4 separate regions of the Sus scrofa genome follow, and regions 1, 2 and 4 are each linked to region 3. Evidence: chromatin contacts called from public Hi-C and promoter capture Hi-C data. All regions are on one chromosome and are shown on one strand. The core of a region is the stretch at or near the end of the contact, and the rest is flanking DNA. Distances in the headings are between cores, read along the strand shown. Region 1 has its middle 19 kb from the start of YWHAH. Region 2 holds the start of SFI1 (protein SFI1 homolog). Region 3 holds the start of PISD (phosphatidylserine decarboxylase). Region 4 holds the start of YWHAH (14-3-3 protein eta).

Region 1 (3,498 bases), core at 210-2,709, 220 kb after region 3:
CAATGCCAGATCCTTAACCCACTAAACGTGGCCAGGGATTGAACCCTCATCCTTATGGATACTAGTCGGCTTCTTAAGCCACTGAACCATAACAGAAACTCCAAGCATCACTGATTGAAATCTCTTCCCTGTTGCAAGACATGTTTCCTTGAAAACTCCATCTTGTCCTTCTTTACTTTATCCCATCTTCCTTCTTGGAAAAACAGTCACAGTGCTGGTAAATGACTTAAGCTTAAGAGCAAAGACCTAAAGGCATAAGTGACTTAAGCTTAAGAACTGTTATGTGCCTAGAGGTCAGAGTAAGAGCTTAACCCTTTACCACCTAAGTGGCTTTTTAAATAGTAAAAGAACTTATATAATAGTAAACCCTGTATGATCCACCCATAGCCACTCCTCACTTGATCTCACAATAAAAGCAGTGTGGTTTCTTGAGGCAGGGCTCTTGGTCCCTGAGATCTGGAGTTCCCGGCGCTCTTGGTCCCTGAGACCTTGAGTCCCGCGCTCTTGGTCCCTGAGACCTTGAGTCCCTGGCTCCCACCTTTACTTAAGATAAATGTCTCTGTGTCTTGTTTTATGTTAACTATTTTTCCCTAAGTTCCACAGCACCCGTTCTTCAGCCCCATCCTGCTGAGCTGGCCCCGGCACTCCCCAGCTGGACCCAACTCATTCAGCCTCTCTCTCACTTTGGCTCAGGTCATTACTCTTTCTTCTGGAATGGTTTTCTGCTCTGGGCCTATTCAAGTTCTATCTAGGAAACCCTACCTTCCTGCCAGCTGCTGTGAGCCCCTCTCTGGGCTCCTGTACTGTTGGTCTAAACCACATGATGACATTTATCTCCCATCTTCAGTCAACAAACAAGTTGAGCTCCTACTGTGTGGCATGCTCTGTGCAGGGTGCTGGGAGTGGACACCTTGGTGAGTTACCTGTCTGGGGGGGCTAACACCAATGGGGGATACAATAAAAATACAGAACAATACAGTAACTTTGAAAATGTTATTCAGGTTCTTCTCAGGGCCCAGCCCACAATAAGAATTTACTGAATTCATGAATAAATGACTGCTCTCAGGCCAGAATTTTGAAAAAAGAAATGACCGAAAGGAATCCTTCATTTCCACATCCAAACCCACGAATGAGCCACAGAAGAAATCATGGTCATGAGGCCTTGGGGTTGGTTTTAACATCACCCGTAAACTGGCAGTGTGACTTTGAGCATGTCCTGACCTCTCAGCAGCCTCTAAAAACAAGGCAGATGCTTGGGGTTATCTCTGGGGGACTTTCCATTTCAGAGATTCTGTGGTTCTGTGTTATTTTCGACTGCTCTGGGATGGCTCCCATCCTCTTCCTGGCCTTCTTCCTGCTCTCCCCCCTCCCTTTTCCTTCCGCCCTTCACATTTGTCCCTTCTGCATCCGCCCTCCACCCCCTTCACTTTCCTGACCACCCCCTAGTTCCAGCAAGAGGGTTTCCATGGTAATCATCTCCTGGAAGTGACATCACTCATCTCCTAGGCAACTGTTTCTAGGGCAGTGACATCATTTGATCACCATGGCAATGCTCCAGGAGGACAGTTCTGCAGTAAAATGGGCAAATAGAATTCTTAGGTATTTCTGGGGCCTTGAGGGCAGTATAGGGAGAATATTAGAAAAAGGTCTCAAGAACAAGAGGAAAAAGCTTTGGGCTTGTAAGGGAAAAGTGGGAAACCAACTTGGAGCAGTAATGAACAGATGTTCTGGGGTGAACCCCTTCTTTCCGATAACTAGGCTGACCATTTAATATGTCACCAAATTGGGACACTTGAGAGTGAATGAAGGCATCCCTATTACTATTCCAGATGACAAGTGAAAACTGGGCCTCCCTAAGCAAACCAGGGCATGCGGTCCCCACCCACAGCCAGGCAGGTGCTGAACCTCACTCCTTCTCCTGTGGCTCATCCCATAAGCATGGACTCTGCTCTTCCATGTGCAGGCACCAGAGATGCCACAGTGACAGAACTAGCTCAGGTCCTGGCCTAATGGAGCTCACAGTCAAATGTGTACGTGTGTGTGTGCTTGTGGTGGGATTGAGGTAATCCCTCAATCATCTGATGACTGCTGTGGTGCAGTCCGAGTGCAGGGTTCAGAAGGGAAGGCACAGAGAGCCAGGGGTGTGTTTAACCAAAGTACCCGAAGCAGCCTGGGCAGGAGGGTGTTAGTAGGGGGTGGTGGTGTAGTGTGGGGAGAAGTCTGGTTGGCAGAGGGAATAGCATCTGCAAAGGGAGTATGCAGAACACCGGGAAACCAGGAACTGAAGGGAGGCTGGTGGCCAGTTGCAGAGCAGGAGGGAGACTGTGGGAAATGAGCATGGAGAGGTGGTGGGGACCAGGCCTCCCCTGGCCTCAGAGGCCAGAGCACTGGGCAGCCCCATGGAAGTGTTTATAGCAATGGGAGACATGATCCTGTTTGCATCTTAACCACCCCTTCAGGCTGCTATGTGGGGCAGAGTGGAGAGCAGTCTGCCCAGGAGGGATATTTGGGGCAGGGAGCTGGGTTTGGGTTGTGACTGTGAGATGGATGATGAGTCCATATATGTGCATATATTTGGGAGGCAGAGCTGGCAGGATTTGCTGGAGGACTAGACACGGGGTGAAGGTCAGGAAGGGTGACACCTGGGATGGCTTGGGGGCCTTGGGATGGGGAGTGATGTCTCTGCAGGGCTGGGATTAAGGTAAGCCAGAGAAGAGCCCAGGGTGGGACAATTCAGGAGGTGCCCAGGCAGGGGCCGGGGCAGCCTTTAAAATGAGCGGCTCCTTTATGCTGCGTCCTGGGAGAAGCAGGCTTCAGTATGGTTTGGTTTTAGGGGGTGGGAGGCCATGTCTGCTGAGCAGTAAATGACCATCTCTGTCTATGACATGGGCCTTCACTTTCACCAACCATGTAACCAAAGTGGGGAGAACAGGCTGCAGGCCTGAGGCCTATGCCAGCGCTGCTTCACTGTCCCCACAGGGCCCTGTGTGGGAGTTCCTCACTGGCCCATCTCACAGATGGGGAAACTGAGGCTCCGATAGGTTCCAGAACTTGCTGAAGGCCTCACTGTCACAAGTGGCTACACAAGGCCTCAGACTCAGGCGGGCTGACTTGAGCCCATCCCCTTCCCCCCAGACCATGTTCCACAGCCTCTCCAGTTTCCTGGTGGAAGAAGGAGGGAAGGAAATGAAGTAAAGTGCCTTCAGGCTGGCCACACCCTTCATCTTCACCACTGCTACCTGTGCTGAAGCGAGAACAGAGGGTCTGTGAAGGAATGAGATCCCTCGGCTCCACAGTGTCTCACCATTGAGGCCCCGTTCTTTTCACCACACGTGTTCTCAGATGAACTTGTGGGTCCCACCTGGGGCTGTTCTTCCCAGGAAGAAGAAGCTCTGTGCCTCAGCATCCCCCTCTGTAAGGTGGGGATAATGACAGTAGGAATTCCTGCCCCATGGGTTTGTGCTGAGGCTGAATGAAGTCAGTAAAGCGCTCGGCACG
Region 2 (3,598 bases), core at 596-3,095, 130 kb before region 3:
AATGGAAACACCTTGCTTTCCTATTTTAGTCAAAACTGAGATGATAAATGCAAATGACAGAAAGGATCAGCAAATCATCTAGAAAACACGATCTATCATCCTAGGTTTGTCATAAATTTATATACACATATAATTTATATAAAGCTCTTACAATAAAGACTAATTTTACAGTAAGTGAGTATTAGCTACAGTGTTTTTTTTTTTTTTTTTTTTCTTTTTTTGTCTTTCTGTCTTTTGTTGTTGTTGTTGTTGCTATTTCTTGGGCCGCTCCCGCGGCATATGGAGGTTCCCAGGCTAGGGGTTGAATCGGAGCTGTAGCCACCGGCCAACACCAGAGCCACAGCAACGCAGGATCCGAGCCGCGTCTGCAACCTACACCACAGCTCACGGCAATGCCGGATCGTTAACCCACTGAGCAAGGGCAGGGACCGAACCCGCAACCTCATGGTTCCTAGTCGGATTCGTTAACCACTGTGCCACGACGGGAACTCCTACAGTGTTAATTAAGACTTTGAAAACCACTAAATTACTTTAAAAATAGTTGGTCACATAACTTCAGCAAATAGTCCTGCCTAAAAGATTGGCTCCCGTGTCCTGCTTAAGTGGAACTTATATTAAACACGTTTTTACAAAATTTACCATAGGTAGAAAATAGAGCAAAAATGCAAACTACCTGTAATTTCAGTCCCGAGAAACCCAACAATGGTTATTTTTCCTCCTGTTTTGTTTTGGTTTGGTTTGGGGTCTTTCTGGCTGCACCCGCGGCCCACGGAAGTTCCTGGGGCAGGGATGGAAACCAAGTCACATGCCAAATCCCAAGCACTAGACCACCAGGGAACTCCTTTCCTCCCGTTTATAACGTAAAAATTTTCAAGCATTTAAACACATAATGCCAGGAGTTCCCATCGTGGCTCAGTGGTTAACGAATCTGACCAGGAAAGATGAGGTTGCGGCTTCAATTCCTGGCTGCGCTCAGTGGGTTAAGGATCCAGCGTTGCCGTGAGCTGTGGTGTAGGTTGCAGACGCGGCTCGGATCTGGCGTTGCTGTGGCTCTGGAGTAGGCTGGCGGCTACAGCTCCGATTAGACCCCTAGCCTGGGCACCTCCATATGCCGCAGTAGCGGCCCTAGAAAAGGCAAAAAGACAAATAAGCAAAAAAACATAATGCCAGCCTTTGCGTTCTCCACCAGAAATCTCAAGTGCTTTCCAAAGCGCAGGAGAAAAAGGATATAAAACTATCTTACCTACCGTTTCCCACCCCTATTTTTAAAACATCAGAGTGGGCCCAATTATAAAAAAATAACTATTACTAACAATTAATGCTCGTTAATTACATTTTAAAAGGAAGGTTAAGATAGCAGCCTGGGATAATTTAATTCAGGGACTGCGAAACCTCGCGCCCGCACCCACTTAGTCCAGATTGACAACATTCGTGGCCCACGCAGGCGCGCAACCTATGCCTCGGGGACCGGCTCGTGCTGCCTGGGAACCATGGAGAACCAAAAGCCAGATAGGCAGGAGCCTAGAGGTGCGGGCTGGAGGACTTCAGCCCGGAGCCTCGTTCCTAGTGCTTGCCTCACGAAGCTTAACTAGGGGATCGGCTTCGAAACAGCTCCCACTCCTGGCGTCTGAGAGTAGCAGTAGGAGGCTGAGCTCTGTGTGAAGCGAGTGGGCCTCGGAGGTAGAGCGCCCTCCGTGGGGCGAGCCAGACAAAGCGTCGGTCGGCCCACCTCAAGGGAAATTCACAGTGCGGACTCTCCCTCGCTGCCAGAGGGGGGCGTGACCCTGCCGCACTGACGCTGCGTGAACTCCCCGGGACCCGGCCGGGCGTCCCTTACGCACGCCGCGTCGCCGTGGAGACGGGGGCGGGGCCGGCGCGGACCTGCGTGCAGAGGCGCGGGAACCTCAGAGGCTGGTTTGGGCTGCGCCAGCGGGCCGGGTCCGCTTCGTGTTTACCAAAACTTCGGGGCGCGAGGCGGGAGGCTAGGCTTCCCCAGGCGCGAGGCCGGGTTCGATAGTCCCCAGCCTCTCAGTGGCTTGGACCCTCCAGCCGGAGCCCAGCGGCGAGCGCGCGATCTTCCGAGTCCGGCCAGGTGAGTCCTGTGGGAGCCTCCGCTTCCTCCTCCTGTAGAAGTGCAGGTGATGCTTCCAGCCCACGGGGCTGAGGTCTGGGGATGGAAAAGAGGTGGAAAGAGAGCACCGGGCGGCGCCAGGAGCCCTCGCTTCTCGCGGGGCGTGGCGTTCTTCCGCGGGGCTCGTGCGCGACGAGCTGGGAGCCCGTGCCGCATCCGTGCAAGGCTCATTTGCGTGAGCGGATACGAATTGAGGGTTTCTTGATCTCTGCTGCGTGACCAAGTGAGGGGCAAGGGTATGTAGACCTCAGGGGCCATACCTGAGCTTCGAGGGCCAATTGGGCAAAAACATTCAGTGGGAGATTAGTGCTCGGTTTTGTTTGTTTGTTTGTTTGTTTGATGAGAGGCCATTCAGGTTTTTTGTAAACCTCTGGGTTATGGTAAATTTTGTTGAGTGAATGCTGTTAGGGAGTGAGTACCAGTCCCAGCTGTACCACTTAGCTGATGACTTTGGGCACCTCGTTTATAAAATGAAGATGATTATAGAATGAAAAGTAGGGTGGTTGTATTGAAGCAGGTAAAATGAAAAGTGGTTAGTACTCTGCCTGGCACAGAGTACCCACTCCATGAATGCTTTTTTTTTTTTTTTTTTTTTTGGTCTTTTTTTTAGTGCTGAACCTCTGGCATATGGAGGTTCCCAGGCTAGGGGTGTAATCGGAGCTATAGCTACTGGCCTGTCTGTGACCTACACCACAGCTCACTGCAACGCGGGGTCCTTAACCCACTGAGGCCAGGAATGGAACTCACAACCTCATGGTTCTTCGTCCGATTTGTTTCCCCTGGCCAGGGCGGGAACTCCCATGAACGCTATTCTAAATCTAGTCTGTACATTCTAGGTGCTGTGGTATCCACCTAAGGGCCATGGAGGTATCAGGCTTGGAGGTGTCATGGAAGACTTCCTGAGGGAAGTAGTTGAAATTTATTCTGGGACATAGAATATAGATTTAGGTATTTCCATGCTTTTCTTTAGTAAGATTATTCATTTCTCATTGATAGAAGCTGAAGAATATTGTAGGAACTTAAAATACTTTTACATTTATGATTTTCAAGTTAGCATATGTATTTAAGAATTATATTAGGATTTCCCGTCGTGGCGCAGTGGTTAACGAATCCGACTAGGAACCATGAGGTTGCGGATTCGGTCCCTGCCCTTGCTCAGTGGGTTAACGATCCGGCGTTGCCGTGAGCTGTGGTGTAGGTTGCAGACACGGCTCGGATCCCGCGTTGCTGTGCCTCTGGTGTAGGCCGGTGGCTACAGCTCCGATTCAACCCCTAGCCTGGGAACCTCCATATGCCGCGGGAGCGGCCCAAGAAATAGCAACAACAACAACAAAAAGACAAAAGACAAAAAAAAAAAAAAAAAAGAAAGAATTATATTAAGGAGTTTCCGTAGTGGCTCAATGGTTAACGAATCCGACTAGGAATGATGAGGTTTCGGGTTTGATCCCTGGCCTTGCTCAGTGGGTT
Region 3 (3,401 bases), core at 557-3,056:
TTTTTAAAAATCAAACAAGTCTGGAAAATATGGCCCTAAATTATCACCCATAATTACTTTTTGTTCTATCACCTGTTATATACCACTTAGTTACCGAAAAACTTCCCTGCAATATGAGGCTTTCAAATGTATGTCTCACAGACAGGCTTTACTAAAAAAATCATGAAAATGTTATCTTTTGGGGTTTTCTGCATCTCAATATAACATCTTGATAAATAATTCCTTTGAAAATTAAGAGTTGTAATTGTACCAAATCCTTAACTCTTCCACCCACTGCAGCTAAATCCAGTCTTAACTACCTACACTGGTACTAAAGTATGACTTTTTTTCCTTGCCTTTTTTAGTGACAGTGAGTGAAGTACATCCTCCTCACCATCATTAAACATATGTATTTTTTAGGGGAGTCTTTTTTTTTTTTTTTAAGGGCTGCACCCGAGGCATATGGAAGTTCCCAGGCTTACCAGGCCAGGGGTCAAATTGGAGCTACAGCTGCTGGCCTAAGCCACAGCAACTCGGGATCCAAGCCAAGTACCTACACCACAGCTCACGACAACCATGGATCCTTAACCCACAGAGCAAGGCCAGAGATTGAACCATACTAGTCAGATTCACTTCTGCTGCGCCACCATGAAAACTCCCAATAGTGTCATTATTTAGTCTTTCCAACTTATGACACAGTTCAGATGATTTCATGGCTGACTCATAAACACCACACCTGGTACTAACATTGAAACTTGAGACCCTCCAGTCCACATCCTAAACAGTTACCATTACCATCACAGTGCAGAGTGCCCCCGCAAGAGAGCTACACCATTTCTGAATAGTTAATAATGAGAAGTGAAGGTTTCATAGCTAGGGCAATGGCAGTTTCTGTTCCCTCTCAGTCCAAATCCAGTGTCCTTACTTCGCAAAATTAGAGCACAAACTTTGGTCAAAGCTGACAAAATGAAGCCTGCCTGAAACACAAAAGTATCTTAGCTCTTTGAAATGACATCAAGCAGCAAGCTCTGAATCATAGCTACCATAGCTTTCATTTTCCGAAAGTCTAAATGTTCCCAAGTTATTTCGAGTAATTAAAGAGCTCACAGGGGGCAGCCTGAGGGAAAGGTCTTTGCGTTGGAAGAGAGGTACCCGTGCAGGGGTCCCGGCTCAGCTCCTGACTAACTAGCTGGGTGAAACTGAGCAACTCCCTCTCTCAGTGCCTCGATTTCGCCAACTCCAAAAATTAAGAACTGGATTTAGATGACCCCTCTAAAAACCTAAGAGTCGGAAGTCACCAGAGCAACTAAGGCCCCAATTCCCTCACGAACTATTCTGAGGTTACCAAATCCAACCCCTTCGCTTCAGAGACGAAGAATCCGAATGAAAGCCGCCCGACGCCCAGTCCAGGGCTATTACCAAATCAGGCCTTCGCTCCCAGCAACAGGAATCCCTAAGAGGCGTCCAGACTTACCTCGGTTCTAGTGGCAGGCACACAGCCCATTTCATCCTGTTTGGGAGGAGCTTTTTGTTTATATTTTTGTTTTTTTCCCTTGTGAAAGAGCAAAGAGAAAACACTTAGGCCACCCTCTAAACTTGGTCCGCCCTAAGCGGCGGCGGCAGTCGCACCTGCTCCCGAGCTCGAGGTGAAGGTGAGTGGCTCTCTCTCCAATCGAACTATCCTCAGGGCGAGCCCGCGATAGAGACCCCAGTTCGGCCTGGGCCACCCCGAGCCCTAAGGCAGTTTCCCCAAGCACCTGTACCTGCTCCGCCAAGGCGTGACACCGTGCAGCAACCTCAAAGCACCCAGCCTCACGGACGCCGCCATCTTGTCTCCTTCTTTGAGGGACACGCCCCCCCTTTACACACGAGGCGCACGCGTGTGACGTCAAAAGCCTCAAACTCACCAGGCCAGTGAAGAACGCGGGTGTTGCGGGTTAAGCCCCTCCCCCGGCTGCTCCTGGTAAATCAGCCTGGTGCTTCCGGCACCTGCCGAGGGGATTGGACTGGTGGGGCCGGTTTCTGTTCCTATGGTGCTAAACCTGAATCTGGGCGAAGCGTTGTCAGTCCTCCTCCATCCCTCTGACGTGCGTTTCCGCATGTGCCCGGAAAATCTGACTCACCCAAGGCCGGAGAATGGATCAGTTGAGCTAATTCGCTCATTTTACAGATGGAGAAACTGAGAGCATGCACAACTCAGCTGCCATTGACTGAGCGCTTCCTAAGTGCCAAGGCACTGTGCTGATCACTTTGCGTGCATGGTGTCTCATTCTGAACTCCCATAGCTGTGCTATCAGTCAGACCAGAGACCAGAGGTCTTGCATCACCTGGAAATGCAATTAGTTGTCAAACAAGGTGTTTGGTGTGATGCCGCAAGCTCCAGCAAAGATTCCTGATCTTCAGGCTTAAGGGAGAATAGTTTTCAGCAGCATCTTTTTTTTTTTTTTTTTTTTTTTTTTTTGATAGGCAGAGACTAGAGACCAGGAGCTAGCCCTGAGAATTTTTTCCTATTTTAAAGACAGAGAAATTGGAGCTCAGGAAAGCTAATCATTAGAATGCTGAAGGGCACACAGCTATAAAGGAAAAAAGCTAAAATTTGAACACATTTTTCTCTTTATGGCTGCATCTTTCAGCAGGCAGAAGCTCCCAATCTAGGGATTAAACCCGTGCCACAGCAGTGAAAACTCCAGGTCCTTAACCTGCTGAGCCACCAGGGAACTCCCGAGCATACATCTCCAAAACCCATGATCTAAACATTTTTCCTTTTATTTATTTTGTCTTTTTGCCATTTCTTGGGCCGCTCCTGCGGCATGTGGAGGTTCCCAGGCTAGGGGTCGAATTGGAGCTGTAGCTGCCAGCCTACGCCAGAGCCACAGCATCGCAGAATCAGAGACGAGTCTGCAACCTACACCACAGCTCACGGCAACACCGGATCGTTAACCCACTGAGCAAGGGCAGGGACCGAACCCTCAACCTCATGGTTCCTAGTCGGATTCGTTAACCACTGCGCCACGACGGGAACTCCCATTTTTCTTTCAAGCCCTTTGCCTGGAATCTGGCTGAACATGAGTCCCCAAACTTAAGGAATCATAGCTCCATTTTCCCCTCCCCTGAGCTACTAATAACACTTGTTTTCACCAGACATTTGACATGGGAGAAGGGCTATGTTGCCTAGTGTCTGCAGTTTTTTCTGTGAGGTTATTTAAGCTTAACTGGGGCATAACCAGCCCTACAGGAAGCCTAACAGAGACATCAGGTTTCCCACTGGAGAGGAGACACTTCCATCTATGGTTTTCAAAAGTTAGAAGTTACTGTCGTGGAGTTCCCGTCGTGGTGCAGTGGTTAACGAATCCAACTAGGAACCATGAGGTTGAGGGTTCGGTCCCTGCCCTTGCTCAGTGGGTTAACGATCTGGCATTGCC
Region 4 (3,544 bases), core at 952-3,451, 200 kb after region 3:
CGGCTGCCCACATCTCACAGAACCCATCCTCATGGAGCCCACAGTGGATAATGTTACTATCTCTCACACCCCTTAAAGATATTCACTAAGGGAAAAATCAGCCTGGTTTGCTAACCTCAATTCCATCCATGTGTAGTTAACAAAGGTAACTCTTCAAAGCCTGAGGTGGGGACTTCTTCCCAGACACACAAATGCTGTGTCATGGGTCCTGAGTCCTCACTGTAGCAGCAGAGAGATAGTGGCCCCGGAGGCAGGAGACCTGGTATGGGAGACCCAGCTCTGCTCACTGGCCATGCAAACTGCAGCCAGCCTCTCCTCCTCCCCAGACCTCAGCTTCCCCTTACTTGGGATAAGGGGTTGGACAGTGGTGAGTCTAAGGGTCCTGCCAGCTCTGACATTCCAGGATTTCTTCTCTTCTACAGTGCCTTAAACAGTCTTTCAAGTCCAATTTTCCCAGATTGTAAAACAGAGGTTCAGAAAAGGCCCACTCTCCAGTTCCTTCTCCTTTGTTTTTTTGTTTTGTTTTGTTTTTCATCTTTTTGCCATTTCTTGGACCGCTTCCGGGCATATGGAGGTTCCCAGGCTAGGGGTCTAATCGGAGCTGTAGCTGCCAGCCTAAACCACAGCCACAGCAACTCGGGATCCTACACCACAGCTCGCGGCATCGCCGGATCATTAACCCACTGAGCAAGGGCAGGGACCGAACCTGCAACCTCATGGTTCCTAGTCGGATTCGTTAACCACTGTGCCAGGACGGGAACTCCTCCTCTCTCTCCTTTCTAATGCATCTGACTCTCCAAAGTAAGACTCCTGGCCTGAAATGTGGCTTCCATGCCTCTGGTGGTTCCCAACTACCTAGGGATGCTTCAGATCTTCAGCCTGGCATTGAAAACACTCCACAGTCTTGTTTTTTACCTCACCTCATGTCCCACTGCCCGACCTTTCTCACCATTTTGTTTTTATCTTCACTGCCAAGGCTTTGTCTTTGCAGACCCCACTCTCTCCCACCTTTTCCCTGACATTATCTGGACCAGCTTACCTCCTTTGGGGTATTCAGACATCTGCTTCTCCGAGACAGGGGCTGCGTCTTAACTCTTTTTTTTTTTTTTCTTTTTTTTCTTTTTTGTCCTCCCCTGGGCATACGGAATTCCTGGGCCAGGGATCCAGTGCTAGATCCTTAAGCCACTGTACCAGGCTGGGGATTAAACCTGCATTCCAGCCCTCCCAAGATGACCTCATTGAGCCACAGAGAGAACTGAGTGTCCTACTCATTCTGCACCTACTCTTTCCCCCAGTGTTGAGCATGCAGTAGGTGCTCAATAAAATTCTCAGAGAACCTCAGGCCCCTTCTCCTGCACTGCCCTTCGCATGGTATACTAGGTCTGGTCATGCTTTAGTTATTGGGATTTTCCTCTCTTGTCCGAGGCCCAGCCCTGGGCCTGGCACCAGGGTTCCTCAGCGTGGAACGCCAGGACTGGCTCAGTGACCAGCGGGTCCACTCTCCTCTTTGCCACTTTACAGGCCAACAGTAACCTTGAGCAACTCACACTGGTCTGGCTTTGAAAAAAGAGGCCAGCTGTACCCACTGGCCTGAGTTGTGAGCATCAGATACGATCGTGCCTGGAAAGGCCTAGCACTGGGCCAGCTCCTAGCAGGTGTGTCACGAAGGTTATCCGCCTCAGCCGGGCCGGTCAGTCCCTCCTCCCGCGTAAAGGCACAGTCTGCACAAGGCCACTCCCTAGGGTGGAGGCGCAGTGAATGAATGTGTTGTGGGGTGGGGGTGGGGGGGACGTTAGGCGGGACCGACTCTAATCTGCCAGCGCAGACCCAAGTGCTGGGTGTGGCCCTGCGAAGCCGAACGGTTAGACTGGGCGGGGGCGGGTCCAGACCGCCCGTCGGGCATGCGGCCTCCTGGCTTCCCCAAGCGCTAGTTTTATTTGCTTTGGAGTCCCTTCTCAATCTAGTGCTCTAACATGGGTTCAGAAGCACCTTTCCGGGTGGGGCCGTGACAGTGCGCTGCCAGCGGAGCAGCCATCTCCCGGCCCCTTCCCCGATCTCTGCAGTCCCCACCCCAGCGGTCCCCTCTTCACCTCCACCTCTGCGGTGGTAAAATGCAGCACTCGCACGGCGCCTGCGCGGCTTTGGGGCGGGGCGGTGGTCGCAGCTATTTATAGTAGCTGACGTCACCTTGAAATAGACCGTTAGGGCCGGCCCGCCCTTCCCCCCTCCCACTTGCGCCGCTCCGCGCCGCCCGGCCCTGCCCCTCCCACTGCGCAGGCGTCCTCCCATCCGCCCATCCCCCCGCGTGACCGCCTGTCCTCTCTCGGCGGCGTCCGCGGTGCGAGCCACAGCGCGCGAGGCGAGCCAGCGAGAGGTCGATCGGTGCTGCCTGCTGCTTGTAGCCTAGGCGGGCCGGCGAGCCAGTGCGCGTGCGCGGCGGCGGCCTCCGCGGCGACCGGGAGCGGACGCGCGGGCTAGCAAGCGAGTGGAGCTGGGCGCGAGGCGAGGCCGAGCCATAGCGACATGGGGGACCGCGAACAGCTGCTGCAGCGGGCGCGGCTGGCCGAGCAGGCGGAGCGCTACGACGACATGGCCTCCGCCATGAAGGCGGTGAGCGCGCCGGACGCCCGGGCGGCCGGCCGGGGGCCCGACGCAGGGGAAGGGTGGGCAACCAGGCGGCTGCTCCCTCCAGGCCTGGGGCGACCCCGCCGCCCCGCTGGGCGCGGCCACCCGCCCGCACACCGCGCTTCCCGCGCCCGCCGCGCGCCCCGCCATTTCCTGCGGCCGGGCCCTGGTGGGGTTTCTAGGGAGGGGGTGCGGCGGTGACCCCGCGGGCGGGCCATCTGGTGGTCGGGGGTCGCCATATCCCAGCTCGGACCACAGGTGAGGGAGGGTGCCCGTGGGAAGGTGAGGGAGTCACATTTCTCCTTCTGGATATTTCTGTCGGGCTGGGGCACCCCCTCTTTTCTCCACACCCCAACTTGTAATAAAGAATCACCTAGTGAGTGGCGCCCTGTCTCTCATGGTTTCCGCTGCCACTACCTGCAGTCGGTGTAATTCCGATCCGTTTTTGCTCCGCTCGCTGGAATCGTTCTGGTTCCATCCTCCCACGCCCGGGGTCCGCATTGTGTGCGGAGACCCCCCCCCTCCCCCCCGCAAGCCGGCGGGAGGGTGGCGGGCGTGTGGCTCCTTCCAGGTTGGATGCGGCACCCATCTGCTTGGAGACTAAAACGGGTCGTGACTCCTGGGCGGGCCGAGCCCGTGTACCTTTGCCTTGCCGAGACCCTCAGAGACCTGTCTGCAGCTCGATTTCCGGGGAAGGAGCCTTTGCCGACCACACCCTGGCAAATGCCCTGGATTAGATACCACCTGCGTGCCTGAGACTTAGGGTTGTGGCGAACTCCTCGCTAACCTCGTCTCCGCGCATTATTTCACGTTTTCTCCAAATGAACATTACTTCCCTCTGCGTCAAGGTCACACGGGTATAGCCACAGCTGCGGCCACCAACCTGCCATGTTCACCCAGTGTTCCACCTCCTGAGACC

What was found. Promoter capture Hi-C pulls out the DNA fragments that hold promoters and counts their contacts. Hi-C and Micro-C count contacts between places; a contact is called where the count stands out from the background.
Region 1: a Hi-C map of liver shows a contact between it and region 3, with 3 times the contacts expected there. The contact joins the enhancer-like site here to the promoter of PISD in region 3. A contact is called at or near these places in 2 of 5 promoter capture datasets (fetal liver and liver), 3 of 47 Hi-C or Micro-C datasets (fibroblasts, liver and subcutaneous adipose tissue) and 2 of 2 datasets of contacts at active chromatin or transcription factors (alveolar macrophages and skeletal muscle).
Region 2: a promoter capture Hi-C map of liver shows a contact between it and region 3, with 3 times the contacts expected there. The contact joins the promoter of SFI1 here to the promoter of PISD in region 3. A contact is called at or near these places in 1 of 5 promoter capture datasets (liver) and 1 of 2 datasets of contacts at active chromatin or transcription factors (alveolar macrophages).
Region 4: a Hi-C map of embryonic fibroblasts shows a contact between it and region 3, with 1.9 times the contacts expected there. The contact joins the promoter of YWHAH here to the promoter of PISD in region 3. A contact is called at or near these places in 2 of 47 Hi-C or Micro-C datasets (embryonic fibroblasts and fibroblasts) and 2 of 2 datasets of contacts at active chromatin or transcription factors (alveolar macrophages and skeletal muscle).

The regions. Positions count from the first base shown.
Region 1 is chr14:48,560,867-48,564,364 of Sscrofa11.1, forward strand. No RefSeq gene overlaps it. Among named protein-coding and RNA genes, the nearest start is that of YWHAH, 19 kb to the left of the region's middle. Within about 2 kb of position 1,460, at least 12 of the 83 cell types and tissues checked have an H3K27ac peak or open chromatin away from gene starts, as enhancers often do. A contact at or near this core is called in liver, where this site is marked.
Region 2 is chr14:48,208,694-48,212,291 of Sscrofa11.1, forward strand. SFI1 (protein SFI1 homolog) reads left to right here and starts at 1,846. Exons shown (of 33, transcript XM_005670867.3): 1 at 1,846-2,092.
Region 3 is chr14:48,339,978-48,343,378 of Sscrofa11.1, forward strand. PISD (phosphatidylserine decarboxylase) reads right to left here and starts at 1,807. Exons shown (of 8, transcript NM_001185130.1): 1 at 1,743-1,807. The coding sequence starts at 1,807.
Region 4 is chr14:48,541,830-48,545,373 of Sscrofa11.1, forward strand. It overlaps YWHAH (14-3-3 protein eta), which reads left to right and starts at 2,202. Exons shown (of 2, transcript XM_001928076.4): 1 at 2,202-2,610. The coding sequence starts at 2,524.